Linked DNA regions of Zea mays: region 1 is linked to region 2. Evidence: chromatin contacts called from public Hi-C data. All regions are on one chromosome and are shown on one strand. Each heading gives the region's core, a stretch centred on a gene start, on an enhancer-like site or on the middle of the called end of the contact. The rest is flanking DNA. Distances are from core to core; before and after follow the strand shown. Region 1 holds the start of LOC100192019. Region 2 holds the start of LOC100283982 (peptide methionine sulfoxide reductase).

Region 1 (3,127 bases), core at 409-2,908, 230 kb before region 2:
AACATGCCAACTTTATTAAATCCTCTTCGTCCTTCTGGAGTTTAGCCCAAAGTCTAAGCCAACGCGTCATTCGAAACATCACCTGCAAATAAGTAACCATGGGGGATTTATCAAAAACTAAATCATTCCTACTAGTCCAGATAGCCTAACATAATGCCGTGACACCTGTAAAAATCATATTTTTTTTAATTTTTTATGTTACCCTTAAAGCACATGTTGTTGGCATGAGCTTCAAGGACCGAAACAAAAGGTTAGTTTGTGGTACAGATACGTGGGGGCGTGTTGCTGTGATCGAAAATGTCATTTTTCATGTCTCTTGGTATCAAGAATTTTATATCAATTTTAATTCCAACTTAGGTACATGCAGCTGGGTGCTGAAGCTGTGCATGCTGCAAAGCCTAACGTCCTGCGGCTTGTTCGCTGCGGCTTTAATCCAACTGCGGCTGCGGCTTCTACAGTATTTTGTCTCTAGGGATTGCAGCCGCAACAGTATTTTGCAGCTGCAACAGTGCTCTCGCATGGGCAGCCGAACAAGCTCCTGGTTATTTTTTCGGGCCTGGATATTGACAACACTCTCAGCTTCTTTTTTTTCTTTTCAAAATGGACCTGGACAGGGCAGTTTGGGCTCTGCAAAGGGGGTTACTGTATCAGAGATGGCATTTTAGCTTATGATGAATCATATGGATTTCTATCATGGGACTGGTGCACAGCTAGCTCTCCAATCACACCATTCCAAGGTTTGGCACTTCATCTATCTAACTAATGTTAGTCTTCAACGCTATAAGAACCACAGCTAAAATATGTCAATGAGCTTGTTGTTTTATTACACATTTTTATGATCAAAGTATGCTCAAACCTCAAAGTAACTAATGTTAAGAGGAACTTGAATTTTGTTCTAATCTCTCTTCTCTTCGAGTACAACTAAAAAATATATGCAGGGAATCGTCTACACGCCCTTGGATCAATGTGTCATCATTTGAAACACTTTTGCTCTGCGCGTGTTTGGTATAACTTTTTTTTGAAGAGTTTTTTTGAGGTTCTGAATTCGTGTTCTGAATTCGTACTAGCTGTCACTAGAATCTAAATATCAAAGGGTTTATGTGTGGAGAAAGATAAAGGAGCTCGTAGGATTTAGGATCTAGAAAGCAACGGATTTCTCCTGTCGCGACGACTCACGAATCCTACATTCACATTGATTTTGACTATTTTTACGGAAGTAATTCTTACACAAGCGAATTGAAAAACAAAAACGTTTGACTGATAGAATCGGATTCCGATGGCCAGAATTTAAGCTGAAACAAACACCCCTCTACATAGCCAAATCCACTGACAAACAAACAAAATCGTCGAGCCTACGACACAAGAGCGTGTTATAGGCACCCACCCCAAGCAAGGCAAGAGACAATCCTGCAGTGGATCGTGAGCCTGAATCAGCTTCAGGACAAGCGTTTTGGTCTCTTCAGTAGCTAGTATGCTCTGCTTGCTCATTCCCATGCCGGCCGCCGTCGCTTTCCACCCTTTCAGTTGGACGCAACCGCAGCAGCATGTGGCAGTTCTTAGGTTACAAGCAAACGCATCCTGCACTGCACGTCGCGCACGCGCCAGTGCTACAGAGATGTCTGCACTATTTCAATTGCAACCGATTCCAGCGGCACGTACTCGAGGTGTACTCCAGTCCTACATCGAAATGGTGTGCTGGTTGCTGAATGCAGGCAGGCAGGCACGGCATCGGCATCACTGGAAATTGAAGCCCAAGAGGGGGGAGGTAGGTGGCCATTCAACTCCAACCCTCTACCGGCCGGGCTGGCCTCCGATTTGTTTTTCCCAGCCTCTGATGCGAATTAGGAGCGCAGCACTGGTCTCATTACTCGCCACAATGACCTTCCTTTAAGCATAGATTATATCCGAACAGTTGTTGCTGCCAAGCCTTTACTTTAACCATCGGCAAGAGTAAGATCCCTGTGCGCACGCATACGCATGTCCAGGCCCAGCGGCGCCTGCTATAAAAATCTCCACGTCCACCGCCCGGCTCCGTGTCCCTCCCTCGTCACATCTGCCGTCCGTCACCATGGGGTGTTCGTGTCCTCCGCTCGCCGACGCCGCGTGCCTGGCCCTGCTTCTTCTGGCCTTGTCGTTGGCGTGTCGCCACCACCACGGGTGCGCGGCGGCCACGCTGTCGACGGCGTCGCGGTGGGTGCTGGACGAGAGCGGGAGCCGGGTGAAGCTGGCGTGCGTGAACTGGCCGTCGCACCTGGAGCCGGTGCTGGCGGAGGGGCTGGGCAAGCGGCCCGTCGGCGCCATCGCCGCGGACGTGGCCGCCATGGGGTTCAACTGCGTCAGGTTCACGTGGCCCACGTTCCTGGTCACCGACGCCTCCTACTCCGACCTCACCGTCGCGCAGTCCTTCCAGCGGCTCAACCTCACCGAGTCGCTCGCCGGCATCAGGGTCAACAACCCCGGGGTCGTCGACCTCAAGCTCATCGACGCCTTCAAGGCAAGTCTGTCTGTCTCGCTCTCACGAAGGACAAGCCCGAGCAGACGCGTGACGTTGTGGATCGGGTGTGCATGCAGGCCGTGGTGAGCAGCCTGGGCGAGCACAACCTGATGGTCATCCTGGACAACCACCTGAGCAAGCCCGGGTGGTGCTGCAGCAACACCGACGGCAGCGGCTTCTTCGGCGACACCTACTTCGACCCGGACGTCTGGGTCGACGGCCTCACCAAGATGGCCACCATGTTCGCCGGCGTCCCCAATGTCGTCGGCATGAGCCTTCGGAACGAGCTCAGGGGCCCCAGGCAGAACGTGAACGACTGGTACAAGTAAGCGGTCAAAACTGTTCATATCGCTTGTTTTTTTTATCTGAGGAAGCAAACACGATTAGTGCAAGTAGAACACTCGTTTTTCACTTCTTCTCTGCCATGGGTATTAATACCCATGCTCAGTGTCGTGATTATGTCCTACCCACCCCACCTCACCCCGTGTTCATCTGTGTCATCTGCCATGCCCGCCATGGCCCGTTAATGAAACCCAGTGTGTGGTTGGCAGCTCGCTTCCTACCGCCATAGTACTCCAGCAGGAGCACAGAGGACTGGAGCAGTGCACACTACTGCACGCACTGCTCCTGCAC
Region 2 (3,408 bases), core at 479-2,978:
TAGATAATTGTTAGATACCTCACAACTAACAATTACTCCCTCCGTTTCTTTTTATTAGTCGCTAGATAGTGCAAAATTGCACTATCCAGCGACTAATAAAAAGAAACAGAGGGAGTAGTTCATTAGCCGGCTCAACCTAGCTAATAATTTATTAGCTAGGTAACTATTAGCTCTAGGGGTTCCAAACAAGGCTTTACTCTACTAATATATCAAAATATTAAGTTATGATTTATCTATAAACGGTATAAAACAGAAAGTCTCTACTCCTGTAAAACACTAGTTTTGATGTCTATTTCTCTCCCCTACTTATATGTCGTTACTCTATAGACGAGCCATGAAAACCATCCAAGCCTACATGCATCGTGAGCATCCAAGCCCAAAACGACAGGAAACCATTCACAACGCAACACTCCTATATATTACCACACGATAGTTAAAAGAGGACGAACCATCGAACGAGTTATAAAAAAAGTGTCGAGTTCTATTTGACTTATACATTTTTATATCTTTTGGCTAAAATAAAATATAATATTTATTCTTGCGCGACGTGGCAATGTGCAGGTATTATTGTACTAGTTTTATTTAATACACACGATTAAAAGAATAGAATTTTGTAGTTTTTATCTCTTAATATCGTGGTAGAATAAATAATAAGGTGTTCTATAAAATTTTAAGAGTTTTTTATGATCTTCTATTTTTGTTTTAGGGTTTAGAATGGACCAACTAATAGATCAACTAATTGCTAGTTATATATATCTCGATAGCTATTAATTGCTAGCTGCTCTAACCTAATTAGCTTGACAAGGTTTAGAACGGGGCCTTATCTATTACTAGGGAAACAAGCGTTTGGCTGTCTAAACGACTAAATTAGGATGTTGACGTCAATGACCAGGTTCCATATTATTGACACCATACAGTGTTTTTTATGGACACGAACACGATGCTCCTCCACATGACATCGACTGATGCTGTCTTGTCTACGTACGGTCTACCATTGGCTAATATGCTGACTTGTCAACTAATTTGGGATACTAGCTACGTGGTGCAATAAAGAAACATAGATCGCGTTCAGCGGCTGCGAAAGGCGCAGCGGAATCGAAAATAGTATCCGTTCCAGGTGACCAGGTCCATTGAACCTGGCAACTGGTTGCAGTGGGCCCCCAACCAGCCCTGCGACTGCGACTGCGACGCCGGCGACAGGATCAGGCGATCAGCTAGGCTGGCGCCGGCGCCGCCACCGCGCAAGAGATTGTGTGTGTGTGTGTTTATTCAGTAGACGGTCGCGCACCTGTCTGTTGAGCGTGGTGGGGTTGTGCTTGGCCCAGAAGACGTCGAGGAGGACGTCGTAGGGGCAGGCCTTGGGGTCGTAGTGCACGCGGACCACCTCGGCGTGGCCCGTGCCGTTGCCGCAGACGTCGCGGTAGGTGGGGGCGTGGCGGTGGCCCTGCGAGTACCCCACCTCCGTGCGCGCCACGCCTGGGAGGCGCTGGTACACCAGCTCCACGCTCCAGAAGCAGCCCGCGGCGAACTGGGCCAGGGCCAGGCCTTCGCCCGCCGGCGCGTCCCAGTCCGGCGCCAGGGCCGGGCTCGCCGCGTCAGCGGTGGACATGGCGGCGCCCGTGGTCGGCCGATGTGTTTGGGTTGGGATGGTGGTGGCTTTGTTTGTGGAGGAGCTGAGTCGAGGAGGACCCGACTCCCGAGTGAGTGAAGTGAGTCTCCCAATCTGATGGCAATTTCAGCTTCTGCTTGTTTAGTTTTTGTTTATGGATGGACCAGTGTTTCCTCTCTATTTTCCCGGCCGGCCAGGGGCGTCAGCGGTGACGTTTAGTGTTATTTGAATGGACTAGAGGTAATATTTAGTTGACTAAAAAGTTGTTAGTAGAATTAAATGTGGACCTTAAGAAATTGTAACAGAAAGTTCTGTATATTCTTATGTTTTAGAGTTGATTTGGTGACATGGGATCACGGAAGGATTGGAGGGCGTTGAGGGGAAATAAACTAATTTCGCCCTCAATCACCTTTAATCCTTCTATGATCCTCTTGTCACCAAATCAACCCACTAAATCAGCTCTTAAGGTTTGTTGTCGCCCTTGCTAATTTGTTATGTAGTTATACGTGTACACGTCCTGATGTAAATCCTCACAAAATCTTATAGATGACTACAATCTGTGCAAGCTGCTATTTCTGTGTAGTAGTTAGGATTTCCACGGCAGATGTAACCATGTGCTTCCAAATAAATCGGGGGAAAGTACAATGTATAACTAGAAAACACGAGGAGATCGCTGTACAGATTAATATTTTGGTATCGAAAAGCTATGACTTGGATCAGTGTAAATAAACTAATGTACAGTACCTTGTCGCTCGTTCGTGAACGGCAAAACCTAGCATGCGCGCAGCTATTTGCGACCTCTCCTGTGTAAATGTTTAACGCAGGACCAAATTTGTCTATTGAAAATATTCAAAACGAGGGACAAACTAAATCATTGCTTTCGATTTTGTCCATTGTGTAAATGTGCACAACATGACCAAATTTGTCAATTCAAAAGATTAAAAATGAGGGCCAAATTAATTATGAAAAGTATATATAACATGTCTTTCGACTGTCTGTTGTGTAAATGTTTAAAGCAGGGCCAATTTTGTATTCTGTATTCTTCAAAAGATTCAAAATGGGAGCCAAAAGTGAAATAAATATATGCGGTGAGCGTGGATCGAACACGCGACCTTCAGATCTTCAGTCTGACGCTCTCCCAACTGAGCTATCCCCGCTATTTGTTTATCTAAAAACTGACATTTAAACTAATCATTCGCGGCTTCGCTGCCGTGGCATAGACCCACGATGCAAGGAGGCAAGATCCAGATCAAGAGCCAACACCAACACCCAGCTGCTGCTGAAAACTCCAGCGATTCACAAACAAACAGGGCGGCGAGAATGCAGCCCGCGGTACTACAAAGGTTCTTGATGTTGCTCTGCAGCGTTACAATTTCAGACGACGTGCTGCGCGTTGTCCAGAGTTCAGAAAAAGGAAAACGTCACAATCACAATTCAGAGGGGGAGAAGCGACGTGTACTACAACTTCAAACCAAACATATAAAAAAAGTGATCATTTTCATGCAGAAAGGGCAAGGAGCTCCAGCTTCTGCCTGATTTATTGGACTCTCGGTTCAGCCTTTTGTTCCTTTTCAGTGTTACGGGGTGTAAACGGATCTTATTCGGATATTAGTTTTTTAGTCTTTTTTCTTTGATTATGAATTAATAGAATATAGAATTTGCTATGCAAATTTATATTCTTGTTTTTAGTATGGAGCTTGTAAAAATTCATGAAAGATAAACATCAAATCTATCATATATCTTCTCAAATAATAAATATAAATTTCGGATACAAATCAAATACGGATACAAATATTTTT

The links. A called contact is a pair of places that touch in the nucleus more often than the background predicts.
Region 1: a Hi-C map of ear shows a contact between it and region 2, with 2.3 times the contacts expected there. The contact joins the promoter of LOC100192019 here to the promoter of LOC100283982 in region 2. A contact is called at or near these places in 2 of 25 Hi-C or Micro-C datasets (ear and tassel).

What each region holds. Positions count from the first base shown.
Region 1 is chr2:38,680,195-38,683,321 of Zm-B73-REFERENCE-NAM-5.0, reverse strand. It overlaps LOC100192019, which reads left to right and starts at 1,658. Exons shown (of 3, transcript NM_001137443.2): 1 at 1,658-2,494; 2 at 2,572-2,819. The coding sequence starts at 2,069.
Region 2 is chr2:38,446,557-38,449,964 of Zm-B73-REFERENCE-NAM-5.0, reverse strand. It overlaps LOC100283982 (peptide methionine sulfoxide reductase), which reads right to left and starts at 1,728. Exons shown (of 2, transcript NM_001156880.1): 1 at 1,289-1,728. The coding sequence starts at 1,609. It overlaps TRNAF-GAA (transfer RNA phenylalanine (anticodon GAA)), which reads right to left and starts at 2,766; the gene lies at 2,694-2,766.